Linked DNA regions of Mus musculus: region 2 is linked to region 1. The links are chromatin contacts, called in public promoter capture Hi-C maps. All regions are on one chromosome and are shown on one strand. Each heading gives the region's core, a stretch centred on a gene start, on an enhancer-like site or on the middle of the called end of the contact. The rest is flanking DNA. Distances are from core to core; before and after follow the strand shown. Region 1 holds the start of 4931414P19Rik (RIKEN cDNA 4931414P19 gene). Region 2 holds the start of Tm9sf1 (transmembrane 9 superfamily member 1).

Region 1 (7,044 bases), core at 3,071-5,570:
GAGGCAAAAGAATCAGAAGTTCAAAAGTCATCCTCCATTACACAGTAAGGTGAAGTCCAGACAGAATAAAAAATGACACACACATAAACACACCACCACCAACCACCACCACCAAAGCCAAAACCCACACACACACACACACAAAAAAAAAAAAAAAAAAAAAAAAGAAAGCTTCATCTTTAAACATAACAGTTCAGGGTGAGGCCATCTGTAATCTGAACTACCCCTTTCCTCCCGAGTCACACTTCTTTTTTTTTTACTTCAAGACTAAATACATCATATTCTTGGCCGTTTCTTTGCTTGCTTTCAAGCATTCTGAGTGAATTTTCTACATGGCTGAGTTTACCTCCAAAGTATGAAAAATCAGTTTTCTTATAGTTTAACAGATGGATGTGATAGGGTGTTCCTCAGATCTATGTTCTCTCAATGGGCCTTTGACTCTTTCGGGTCAGGATAGAAATGGACTTTCTTTCCTATGATAGGCAATTCCTATCTTCCCTGGAAATAAAAAGGAAATAGTTCCTTAAAGCTCCCACTCAGTCAGCCCCGTTTCCTCCATTTCAAGGTACAAAATGACTCACTTGTTAGAAAGTCTTCTTAAAACCTATTTCTATCAGAAAGGAGTTATCACACTACAGCAAGTGAGCAGTTACCATAAAATCTGCTTTCCCTATATTTTAAGAGTGGACCAGTCTAGGGTGGGCAGTGATGGCGAATGCTTTTAATCCCAGCATTCTGAAGGCAGAGGCCCCAGGATCTCTGCCAGTTCAAGACCAACATGGTCTACAGGGCTAATTCCAGGACAGCCAGGGCTACACAACGATAGCCTGTCTCAAAAATCAAAAACAGTGACCTAGCGATCTGCAGAACATCTAAGACCTCATTATCAGGTACAAAACAGAACTGCCCAGACACTGGGCTGAATGGGCTTGGAAACAAGTGCCTTCCCTGTAATCAGAAAATTACACTCTCCCTTCCTTTCTTCTCTCCCAGGAATGGGAGTGTGTGCCTCTCCCCTCCTCCTGTTATCAGCATGTAATTCTTTTATTTTTTTTTTTAATTTAAAATTTTTTGAAGATTTCTTTCTTACATATCTGGGTATTTCCTTGAGTGCATGTTAGTTACACCACAGGCAAGTGAGCAGTTGCCGTGCCTGGTGCCCAAGGAAGTCAGAAGTGGTTCCCATGGGACGCTGGAGTTCTATGAGCCACCTGGGAACTGAACCAGGGTCCTCTACTACTGAGCAAACTCTCCAGCCCTCCCAGACCTCGAACTATGTAGAACAAGCTGGCCTCAAAACCGTGGCAAGCCTCCTGCATTAGCCTTGGAGAGCCAGAATTACTGGTGTACACCACTATGCTCTATTTGTAACAGGTTTTCAGGTCTATTTGGCAGTATAATTTTAAAAATTAACTTGGCAAGATGTAAGTTTTCAGTTGCCCTAGACTATACCTGATATACTGCATTTATGAAGACATGGGAACATGTAAAACTAAATCCCAGGGCTTTTATCACATGTGCACAGCGCCTCCAGTCAATGCTGATTATTACTTTAACGTGACTCAGATGGGCGCCTGCAATTGCATCGCAATCCCAGAGAGATGGGTGCTCGGTCTACAGGCAGTGGAGCTGCAGGCTGGCCTCTGCCCGCCCTCGAGGCCGCGTCCCATCGAGCAAGAAGGGCCCCGGGTCCTCACGAGTGGACCTCAAGGGCAGCCTCTAGAGCCCACTCCCCGGGGCCCCAACTCCTCGTTTCCGAGACTGCCGCACCCGTGTGCCGCAGCCGCGCGAGAACGCGGAGCCCGTGTACCCGGCGGCGCGCGCAAGGGGTGCGGCACCGCCCCGCTTGCCCTCTGGCTCGCGCTGATAGGCGGTTGAACCAAAAGGATGCAGGGCCAGGGACGCTATTGGCGTGCGCTCCCAGTCACTCAACGAGGCGGAGGGAAGGGAGGGGCCTCCTCAGGGAGGGACACGACCAAGAGAGGCTTTTTCAAGGACGCCGGGCGCCATTTTGGTTTACTGTTTACTCGCCTTTGTGCCTTGGTGCTCTACAGTTGTGTGTACACGACTGTAAGTACAGAGGCTGCAAATGAATTTGGTTGGGCTGATTTTTGGGTTCCATGCCTCCCTCAGTTACTGAGCTTTCGGGTTCTAGTTGCCAAGTAGCAGTTCCTCCTTAATTCGGTTTGCTTTTGGATTCTCAGCAAAATCCACTCAGTATTATAGATTTGCTCTTCTTTGGTAAAACTGTCAAACTAACCAAGCCAATCCATGGGATGGATTCCTCTCTCACAAACAAAACAAAACAAGACAAAACAAAACCGACCTTGGCGACGAGCCTAGATCGCAAGACGTAGTCTAAGCTAAACTGGCTGGCAACTATTGTCTTAGGACTTAGAAGTCATGTTAGTTAACATGTGATGCCTACTGTGGTGCCTGAGCCTTCAAAAGGATAACAAAAGTTACCATCACTCCTGGGGTCACTAAGTTCGCTAGAATATAACTACATTTCAAAGATATGCATTGTCTAAACTTGCGGAAGGTCCACCCTGGGACCAGTAATCATTGTGTCCCAATCTGGTTTGTATTGCTGGGAAATAAAAAGTCACTGTAAATAAGTCTAGTCAACCTGAGCCAGGGCATTCTCCTTATTAGTATAAATTATACTGCAGGTATTGTTTAGGTGTCTTTAAATGCTGTCTCTACACAACACTGAACTAAGAAGCACGGGGGTTTGGTTGTAGTGAAAACTTGCACTTTAATCTCCCGGTTACAACATTGTAACCGACCCTGATTGCCATCCACATACACTATAATGTTTTCACTCAAGTCTTTAAACACAGACTGGATTTGGGCAAATCCTGTCTAACTCTTAATAAGCCTGTCTCAGCATAGAACTCCCAAGGGAAGGGGGGCCTCTGCCCCAGGCAACAGTCCTTCAATGCACACACACTTTTCCAAAAATGTGACGATATGGGGGAAGCTTTGCATTCACAGAAAGCAAAATAACAATCACATTGTATTTCTTATCCCTCCTGGGTTTTGCGTTTGCCTCCTCTTGCCCCTACCCCAAGTACCCCTCCCAGGACCCCACCCCCACCCCCGTTCAGTAACTGGACTAGAATATTGTCTCACACACTTTCCCAGATGTGGAGTTTTCCAAACAAATCCCAACCAATAAAAGGTCACTTTGTCAAAATGCCAGGAGATTCCCTTCTGGTACCTCCCCCCAAAACTACTCATAAAGGCTAAAATATACACAGTTGCATGTTTAGGAAGGAAAACCAATAAAAAACCAAAAGCATTTAAAAAGTCACTAAAAGGCTCTGGACTACACACTCAGTCCCCGTCCCCCCCACTTCGTTTGCCAAACACACTGACTGCAGGCTTTGGGGCAATTATTTAATTATTCACTAATCTGATATAAAAAGAAGCAGAAAAGAAGGTAAATTCCAATAGGATGAAAGTTCTTAAGTATGCTAAGTGCAGGATTTCCTCTACGCTTTACTTTGCATTTGAAATCCTGTTTTGATCACATTTGGGAACACAGAGGGGAAAAAACATCCTAAGGTCTATTTTACACACATAAAATCAAATGAAAACACTTTAAAAATAAAATCCGATAACAGCACATATACACATACTTTACATAAATACAAAGAATAAACCACAAGATGAATCCATACGAAATGGTATGTTTTAAGTGTACATACACACAAATGTCCTCATGAAATTGTGTGTGCAAAACACTGTGAGAGAGCTTTCCCTTCTCTCCTGGGAAATGAGTGTCCCAATTAAAATAACCCAGTATATTTAATCTATTGGCCTGTCACACTCGCTGCTACATTGCTGCTACAGCACTTGGTTTTGGTTCTGAGTGAGTGTGTCTAAAATACATGCCAAAGGCTTTGTGAGGGCACCTCAAATCTCTCTGTTGCCTGTGGTAGAAATTCACATTATCGCTTTAACCCGATTAAAAACAAATCTATACTTCCCCAAGCGACTAAAATTTAAATCCTTCAACCACAAAATTTACCAATTCTTAAAATGTGATCCAAAAAGAAAAAAAAAATCTGTAAATTGGTCTGGGAACAGTTGCACACGGCTTCTCAACTTGGTATATTTTTAAACCTCGACCAGGAAAAAGAAAGAGAAAGAGAGACAGGAAAAGAAATGGGGAAAAGAGCAAATTCCCCTTAGCAACAGTTTCCTCACCCCAGCACTGCCACAGATCTCTATTTTTAAAAATTTGGAAAACGCACACAAGATGAAGGAGGAAAAAAAATGGAAAAAGGATACTCGAAGGTCGTATGGCTCTTTGTATTCGTGTGTGTGCAAAAAAGGAGGACTCGCGGAGCCGGAGCTCACAAGCCCCGCCCCTTCCCGGCCGCCCGCCCGGATTGGCCGCCGCCCGCCCCGCCCGCAAGCACACGCGCCGCACCCGAGGCGCCCGTCCGGGGGGCCCCCGAGGGCCGCGAGCTCCCGGACCTGGCCGATGCGCCCACTGCCCTTCCCTTTCTCCTCGCTGTCCGCTCATCTTTCCCGTCTCGTTCTCCCTCCCCGCCCCCCAAGCCAGGCTCAGAAGAACCACCCTGTGAGTGAGCGCCCTCTGACATTGCTAAGCTGGGAGAACTAGCGAACTTGGGACCTCTTAGGCTGATTGAGCGTCAGGTTTGGGGGGCGAGGCCCTCCAACCCTTGGTTTCCCAGGCCAGTGTCTCTGGGTCACACAAGTTGTCTAGCAGCCCACCTTTACATGAACATCTATGAGTGTAACGTTGTTCAAGTGAGAGGCTAAGTAGCCTTACACTTGGGGCTTGTTTTTGCACAGCCTGAGCCAGGCTCCCCTACTAGGCTAAAACCACATTCTGAAGAAACCAAAATGTCTCCCTCACACACCCTGCATGTAGACCATTGCTTAAACCTCGATTTTAAGCAGTCCATAAACCGGTCTCACTGCACCTTTTTATTATAAAACGTTTGCGCGAACACACACACACACACACACTAACATACATACATACATACGTGTGTGTGTGTGTGTGTGTGTGTGTGTGTGTGTGTGTGTGTATTTTTTCTTTTGGTGGGGGCACTCGCGTGCCGCAATGCAAAGTGTGGCAATTAGGGGACAACTTGTGCCAGGTGTGGTGGCGCATGCCTTTAATCCCAGCACTCGGGAGGCAGAGACAGGCGGATTTCTGAGTTCGAGGCCAGCCTGGTCTATAAAGTGAGTTCCAGGACAGCCAGGGCTATACAGAGAAACCCTGTCTCAGAAAAAAGAAAAAAAAAAAAAAAAAAAAAAAAAAGAATAGGGGACAACTTGCAGGAATTCTCTCCACCTAGAGGGTCTGAAGGATCAAACTCAAGTCCACAGGGGTTTGGCAGCCTTCACCAGTGTCTCTGCTGGACACTAAGTTCTCTTTCTCCCCCCCCCCTCTCCCTCTCCCTCTCCGTCTCTCTCTCTCTCACCTATTTATTTATGTTTTAATATCTGAAACCCATGACCCTTCTCAAGTCTTCTTTCTAGGACTTCCTGCCTTTTCCTCCTCACTCGAACCCCTGACCTATGAGTTTATAAAAGAAAATGAAAAGAACTCTAAAAATGGTGATGCATGCTTTAACCACATTAAAAGAAAAAGATGTGTTCCCGTTTCTTTTTCCCTCTTGTTCTGGAAGCAGTTTCTATGCTTCTGGCTGTGGCCTGGCTGTGTTGAAGAGGAGACTGCAGACGTCTCCAGCTTTGCACAGCAATGTTGACATGGCTTCTTACAGAGGGTAAGCGACTGTGACAGTACAGGGGCACAACACACAGAGGCATGTGTCATTATGTGTGGCCGGAGGATGGCTCTGTCTCCAGGGGAACAGGCTTCACTGGGCATTAGCTTCTACTCCCAGTCACCGTCCTCAGTCTCCGTATGCCTCCTCGCCAAAGCCTCCTGGTCCAGCTCTGCCTGTCAGTGTCTCTATCCATCTTTCCCTGCTGCATCCAGTAACAGTCTCCCGGTTTCCCTCCATTACTTTCCTGTTCCTCTCTCTGGTCTCAGTCCTTGTAGCTTCCTTTCTCACACTTATTGCCTCTGTGATTCCAGCTTTCTGGGTACCTCAGAGGGAGTGATAACTTCTCCTTGTTACATGAAAATCCGTAAGCAGTGCCTGGTTTATTGATTGCTTTTATTATTATTATTATTATTATTATTATTATTATTATTATTATTATTATTTAACGTTTGTGAAGTGGGACTGGGAAAGGACCTCACTCAGTAAAGAGCTTGGTGCTTAAACGAGAGGACCCGAGCTGCATCCTTGGCGCCCGCACAGAGCTGCATATGGCCATGTATGTATAACCCCAGCTCTGTGGAGGAGGAGGCACTGGGATCTTAGGGTTGCTGGCCAGCCCCAGGGACCTAATCTCTGAGATACTAGTGAGGGAGAGTCAGTCTCAAAAAAAAAAATAAAATAAAATAACAACAAAACACCAAAGTGGCCAGCTCCTGAGGGATAGCAGCTGATGTTGACCAAACATTGTGTGAACTAAAGGAAACTTTTTTTTTCCATTCTCATGGCCTTGCTCATGCTAAGTACGCACATATTCTCCAACTGGGCTACACCCTCCCAGGGCACAAAGTGGATTTTCTGTTCAGTTAGGGGTGGGGGGTAGTGTGTAGTGATTGCTTAGCAGGTAAAGGAAGCTGCCAGTAAGCCTGATGATCCATGTTCTATCCTCAGGACCCAGATGCTGAAGGAGTGAACCAATTCTCCCCCCCCCCCCCGCCACTCCACTCCCCCCTCCCAACAGCTGTCCTCTAACCAAATTGTTTTCTGACCTCCACATGTACACTATGGTTCTAGTATCTCCCCCCCCACACACACACACACAAAGGCCTGCAAGTTGCCCTCCCTCTGACCTGAACACACACACTAAATAAATACTAAACAGATACTTTTTAATTTATTCTTGTTTATTTATTGTATGCATGTCAGAGAGTTGATATGGAGGTAAAATTATTTTTATGTGGGAGGGGGGGCAGTAGAGGGCATCAGATCC
Region 2 (7,044 bases), core at 2,633-5,132, 1.0 Mb after region 1:
GACATTACTGAAGCCTGTCAGCCAAGCAGCCCAGTCTTGACTATTTGGCTAATGAGAGATCTTTTCTCAGGAGAGGTGGACAGTGTCTGAGGGATCATATGTGAGGTGGCCCTCTGGTTTCCACACATACAATCGCACATTTGCACAAGCGCTTGAGCACATACATGCAAACGGCTGAAACCCAGGCATGGTGATGTGCACCCACAACCCTATAACCCAGGAGGCAGTTAAAGGCTCACGTGGGCTCCACAGTAAGACCCTGTCCTAGTTTAGTCTCCTCATCGTGTGCAACGGGGACTACATTGCCTATGTCACATGACGTATCAAATGTTCAGTGTCTAGCCACTTTCCCCCACTTAACAACTTTTAACTATTCAAAAAGAAATAGGTATTTTCCTGAGTTATAGTCGCAGTACTCAAGCGGTTAAACTGGAAGATCATAAACCCAAAGACAGCCTGGACTATATAGGTCAAGATCCTGTCTAAGATAAAGAAATATTCTTTCCGATGGATTGTCTTTTGACCCCACTCCCCACCCCTACCCCCATCCCACCCAGGGGCTGGAGAGAAAGTTCCGTGGTTAAAAGCGCTATTTTTACTATTTTTTGCTATTTTTTACTGAAGCTCCGGGGTTCAGTTCCCAGCACCCGCATGGTGGCTTACAACCATCTGTAACTCCAGTTCCAGGGTTCCATAGGCTACCATAGGGACTATATGCATGAACTGCACAATGTTGTACATGTTACATATGTGTTGCACATGCAGGCAAAACACTTGTAAATGTAAGTATCAAAGCCTTCTCCTTATGGCCCCTGCACTGTGATTCTGCCCCTGGACCCATGATGTGTTCTTAGTTACTAAGTCCAGGCAGACCCAATAACAGGGCGTGTTCTCACCAGAGAAGAGGCTGCTGGTGAGAATGATGTTCCACACCCAACGCTCGCCTCCAATTTGCCGGTAGAAGTGGCTCGACACGTAGCCAGAGATGCAGCAGGTCAGGGCATACAACAAGATCGCTGCTGAGTTAATGGCCCCGTGACGGTGCACGTTGAACATGCCAAGCAACGCCATGACAATAATGCCTGTAAGGTAGTAGTGGAAAGCTCCAGTTAGGCCTCACCAACACCTCTTCTCGACCTCAGAGAAATCATCCCCCTTAACCCAGGTCCCTCAGGTGATTTTCCTAGTTCTACTGGAGTCAGGAAAACCCACACACATCCGCACTAGAGCTACCGAGTCCCTTAGGTCTCTTTCTCACCTTGAACACAAGAGGAAATCCACTGAACTTTTTTTCTTTTTTTTTTTTGTTTTGTTTTTGTTTTTTTTTTCCAGAGACAGGGTTTCTCTGTATAGCCCTGGCTGTCCTGGAACTCACTTTGTAGACCAAGCTGGATTAAAGGCGTGCGCCACCATGCCCGGCTCACTGAACTTTTCTAATGACCTATCTGCTACCCTGAGAGCAATTCATATCCCCTCACCAGTGCCAAGGGCCAGGAACTGGGCGCCCACACCAAGCACAGCACAGAGCAGACCACGGTATGGAGGGAAGCGGAAGACATCTGTATGGATAATTTTCCAGCCATTATCGCCCTGGTCAAAGTCGTCACTAGAGCCGCCAGAGCTCGTCTCTTCGTCTAGGTTGTACCGAGCCAGGTCATTTCGAAGCACACGCATTAGAATAACAGCCACAAAACCCACCAGTAAAAACACAAGCACCATGGAGTTGATGATGGACAACCAATGGATTTCCAGGGTTCGAGGAAAGAAGCCTCCATCATCACCTCGGCGCCTGTCACTCCGATGCTCCACTGACGTCTCAGACCAGCGCACACTGTAAGTGTGAGTAAGGCCCAGCAATTCATCAGACCGCAGCCCATCCAAGCTGTGGGGCTTGACGTCCCGCACCGAAACATTGGCAAATATAATTCGATCTCCATGGAATTCTAGGTGGAAGTCCAAATGTGTCCAGAGGCCTATCTTGTGGCTATGTGGCAGGAAGCCACTCTCTTCCATGTAGCCCACAAAACCACGGATTGGCAAATCATCGACCACAAACTCAAAGTAATACAATTCCTCAATGGCCTGGCGCAGCTGCTCCACCTGTAAAGAACAAGCCAGGAGTCGGTTACACAAAGCCTCGCAGAGTTAAACAGGGTTTTGAAGACTTGGCGGTACTCCTATTTTGGTTTGGCTAATTCTGTGTTGTAGGGAGATACTGATCTGTGCATGGCAGGGGTCAGCATCCTTGATCCTTACACACTACATACCAATAGTACCACTGAGCTGTGACAATCAAAATTATTTCCAAGATGGGCTACGGTGGTGCACGCCTTTAGTCCCAGGACTGGGGAGGCAGAGGCAGGTAGATCTCTTGTGAGTTCAAGGCCATCCTAGTCTACAGAGAGAGTTCCAGGACATCCAGGGCTGTTGTTACATAGAGAAAGCCTATCTTAGTTGATGGGTAGAGATCTGGTATAGAACAAACCTGTTATCCCAGCACTTAGAAGGTTACTATTGGGTTTGAGGCTAGCCTTGGCTACATAGTAAGACCTTATCTCAATGTTCAAAACAAGAACAAACCCCTAAACCAACCAAACCAAATGTCTTTATACACTGCCAAAGTACCTAGGTACAAAACTGTTTTCCATTGAGACTCACTGACTGATTCTGGTATATTAGCCCCAAAAAAGAACAAGGATCTCTTTGCTAGGATAAAGTCTCAGAAAAATAAATGGAGCAAAGTATAAAAAGACTGGAATTAAGAAGTTCCAAAATTTGCTAAAGGAAAAAAAAGAAAAGTAACAGGGAAGGCTAAAAAGTAAAAAAAAAAGTCATGGAAAAAAACAGAGGCATGTACGGAAGGAGAGAGACTTGCACAGGACTCTGGGACCTATTACTGACAGCGAAGAGCCTTAGGCTCTAAGCTCCCCGCTCTGCATCTCTGGATCCATGTTATCTTGAAAAGTCAGTTTGGAACATCTAAGCAAGTACACGGGGTTGTAGTTGGAGTCCAAACATAATTTCCATAAAGGTACCATAGATGCAAGGCACCCTTAGTCCCTAGCAAGGAGGGCTGAGTGATATGTACCGCGGAGAGCAGCTGACCTGTGCAGAACTGAGCTGCATGTGACACAGAATTCTCTTCTCCACATTCTCCCGAAAGCGGATCTCGTACAAAGATTCGGCCATTCGGTCCCCATCCAGAACTTCACCCAAACTAAGACTTTTGTGGCGGATCTTCTCAGGACAGCAGACTGGAAGCTGATAGTAGTGGTAAGTTTCCTGAGGGTTATGGTAGGGTCCCACTTTGTTGACATATAGAATGACAGGGTCGCCGGGCTTGTAGTGTGTGACACCTTCCACCCATGGCCCATGGCCTATGCCCAGCAACAGTATCAGGACTGGCAAACAATGGCAGCTCCAACTTCGAGGGTACCCTAGGACTGTCATCCTTAAGGCAGCAGAACCTGTTGGGGGAATCCCGTGGTTACAGAAACTAGGAATCAAATCATGATGACCCGGTTCTGGTCTCTCAAGTGCCCATTGGCTCCACCTCCTCCCTTCGGCCTCCCGATCCCCACACCACAGAACTTATCTATCCCAAAGACGGGGCCTGGCGTGCACTCAATAGTACTCCCAACCTAGGGTTCACGCCTCTAGGCCTCCCCAGCCCGGGGCTGCGCGTGCCAACCCGTTTCTATAGCAACGCCCGGCGGGCTCGCTGCTACGGAAGGGGCACTCGCCGCAGCTCCAGGGTCCTCACTGCGAGGTACCGGCTGGCCAAAGAGGCGCCAGTGGCCTCACGGGGCCCCGTAGCTGCCCTTGGGCTTCTGCCCCGGTCTTCCAGACAGCGGCGCCGGAGCGGTAGGCTTGCGGAGGACCTGACGACGGACCTCCTCCGGGTTGTCCGCCGCTGCGCCTGATTGCCGCGGCTGCTGCCACGTCGCCGGCGTCCGCCCTCGGCTCATTCGAATGCTCCTGGAAGAGCTCTGGTTCGCCCGCAATCCGGCCCGGCCACGGATTCCACGATGCTCGCTCCCCGAGCCACCGAGCGATGCCAGTGGTCGTCCCGGCGAGCAGCACCGCAGCCCGGACACGTCAGTCTTACCACTTCCGCCTTCGCCGACGGGGACCTCAGCTCCGGGAAGGCGGGAAGGCTCTTCTCCTGAGCCAAGAGCTCCGCGATGCTCGCCGGTGTGTCGCGGGCGGCTTCCCACGGGCTCTCGCGCGGCTGGGCTGTCCTCTCTAGGATGGAGAGAGACAGCTGGGGAGCGGGAGCGCGGCACCCGCCCCCGGCTGCTGAGGTCGGCCCGGACGCGGAAAGTTGTCCCTAACCTGGGCGGGGCGGGGCTTTGTGCCGCGTTCCCACGCCAGGGACCTGTAGCCTCCAACACCTTGGTAAAGGTGCCCCTCCGAGGCTTTCTGGAGGCACGGACCGGTTATTGTTGGCAACAGGCATGCGGGAGGTAGGTGAGGTGCACCTACAGTTTGCCATTTCACCCTGCAAGTTGTGCGGGTTGACAGCGCGTTTTTTTTTTAAGATTTATTTATTTATTATATGTAAGTACACTGTAGCTGTCCTCAGACACTTCAGAAGAGAGAGTCAGATCTCGTTATGAGATGGTTGTAAGCCACCATGTGGTTGCTGGGATTTGAACTCGGGACCTTTGGAAGAGCAGTCGGGTGCTCTTACCCACAGAGCCATCTCACCAGCCCGACAGCGCGGTTTTTGATCGGAAGTAGGTTTTTGTTTTGTTTTTTGAATGTGGAGTCCCTGCAGACCTCGAACCCGGGGTCTTTTGAGTCTCCGCCTTCAGAGTTTCAGAGCTTACAGGTACCATCTCACTTCCGTCATTTTGTTCCCAAGTTCGTCTGTGGGACGTTTGGACTTCTCCCTAACTTTGCAGGTTTCTTTGAACGCGTTACTTTTGTCTGGCTCAAGCTGTTGTGAAGGGGCTCTGCCCCTTTTGAACAGTGACTTTCACTTGGCAACATGGGAGCAAACGGAAGGAAGCTGACTTCAATTTTTCTATTCTGGCGGAAGCAAGTACTGAGAGAAATCACAAGCAGCCATTCTTTCCTCACTCCTACGACTGTTCTTTTCTGATCCACCCACTGTCCTGAAGCGGTTAGAGTCTAGGAAGCTAGGCTTGAGCCAGACACAGTGGCTTTTGTTTTGACCCCTTTGCCCTCCTCAAGACAGTCAGTCTTGCTGTGTTGCCTGACTGGCCTTGGAACTGCTGCCGAAGCAATAGCCCTGCCTCGGTTTCGCGAGTAGCTGGGACTGCAAGTGTGTGCAAGGCTTGCGGTACTGAGGCAGGCCTGACTGAGTTCTGTGGTTAGGAATAACTTAAGATGCTTTGGAGTTTTCTTTGGATGACCTACCCAGTGAAGCCAGAAATCAAAGCTTCTCTTAGCACCTCTCAAATCGCAAGCTCCCTTGATTTGTTTCCTGATTCTTTGTTTTCCATCATTTTCTTGATGTAGAGGCCCCATACTCTTTCATGTCAACCACCTTGCTAGCCTCTGAGCCACCTTCCTCTGGGACCATTTTTCAAACTACTGCTGGAAGGACTGTTAAACCGGCAGTACCTCAGGAAGAGAAGGGGCTGAGTATCGGGTTCTGGGGTTGGTTAATTGGAGGTTTTATTGAGACGGGTCTCGGCAGCCTCATCTGGCCTCAGACCTACAGCGATTCTCTTGCCTCAGCAAGGGGTCTCAGGGTGAGCCACTGTGCTACATTTGTTGTTTGTGTTTCTCTGTGTAGCCCTGGCTGTCCTGGAACTCACTCTGTAGACCAGGCTGGCCTCGAACTCAGAAATCCGCCTGCCTCTGCCTCCCGAGTGCTGGGATTAAAGGTGTGCGCCATCACCGCCCAGCTCTTGTTTTTATTTCTACCTTTTCATATCTATCTAGCTTTAAAACAATTGTGTATGTATGCCACAGATGTAGGGATGCCCAAGGAGGCCAGAAGAGGATGTTGGTTCCTCTGTAGCTTGAATTAGAGGGAGTTACATGTTGCTGAGTGTGGATGCTAGGAACTAAACCCAGGATCTTGGAAGAGCAAGCACAAAGATCTCTTAACTACTGATTTTTTTTTTGACAAGTTCTGATTTTTATGTATAACAAACTTGGACTGGAACAACGTAGAGTAGAAAATAGCTTAACACGAGGCCTTACAGAGCCATATCCTGATGCTACTCCAGGTATACTAACTTTCTGGAATACTCTGGGTTCACATAGAAATATTGGATGTTTCTCTCTCTCTCTTTCTCTTTCTCTCTCTCTCTCTCTCTCTCTCTCTCTCTCTCTCTCTCTCTCTCTCTCTCTGTCTTGAACAAATTGGTATACCTTCTATTTGTGATGAGAGATTATTACCAGTTTATTACCAAACCACCTATCCAGGCCTGGTTAATGCACATTGATGAGCAGTACTGGGGTGCATCTCCTTAACTGTGATGTACTCTGGGCAGTTCTTTAATCGTACCAGGTTGTAGAGCTGAATTCCAATAGACTTTGGGCCTGCGGTGCCAGCAGGGCCACATACTCAGTAGGTGGGACCTGACAAGTCAGTTATGGTGTCATCACTTATATTGGAAGATATTTAGTTTTGAGACCCTGTCTCAAAGCAAACAAAAACATCCCAGGTTGTGGTGATTCGAATGAAAGGCCCCACATTGTCTCAGGCATTCAAAGTTTTGGTTCCCACTTGGTGGCGGTGTTTCGGGAGGTTTAGGATGTGTGACCTTGTTTGAGAGTGGTACTGATGGTGCTGGAGCAGGCTCTGAGTCTGCTCAACTTCTGCTCGCAGTTCAGCACATGACCCTCTGGAACTACAGTGCCAATAAACTATTTTCTATAAGTTGCCTTGGTCCTGGTGTTTTATCACAGCGAAAACAGCACAGCGATGGAAGCCACCCAGCATGGTCCTGTAACCTCCACACGCTTGCAAACCTCACAGCAAGGAGACAGAAACCAACTGAATCCTCTTACCTTTGCCTCCTGAGTGCTCAGATTCCAGGCGTGCACCAGTCATGCCCAAGT

The links. Promoter capture Hi-C pulls out the DNA fragments that hold promoters and counts their contacts.
Region 2: a promoter capture Hi-C map of liver shows a contact between it and region 1, with 4 times the contacts expected there. The contact joins the promoter of Tm9sf1 here to the promoter of 4931414P19Rik in region 1. A contact is called at or near these places in 3 of 39 promoter capture datasets (hippocampal neurons, liver and pre-B cells) and 1 of 9 other capture datasets (liver).

Annotation. Positions count from the first base shown.
Region 1 is chr14:54,601,588-54,608,631 of GRCm38.p6, forward strand. It overlaps 4931414P19Rik (RIKEN cDNA 4931414P19 gene), which reads right to left and starts at 4,321. Exons shown (of 7, transcript NM_028890.2): 1 at 4,216-4,321.
Region 2 is chr14:55,639,489-55,646,532 of GRCm38.p6, forward strand. Tm9sf1 (transmembrane 9 superfamily member 1) reads right to left here and starts at 3,883. Exons shown (of 5, transcript NM_001360063.1): 1 at 3,106-3,883; 2 at 1,479-2,100; 3 at 897-1,082. The coding sequence starts at 3,450. It also overlaps a transcript of Tssk4 not described here.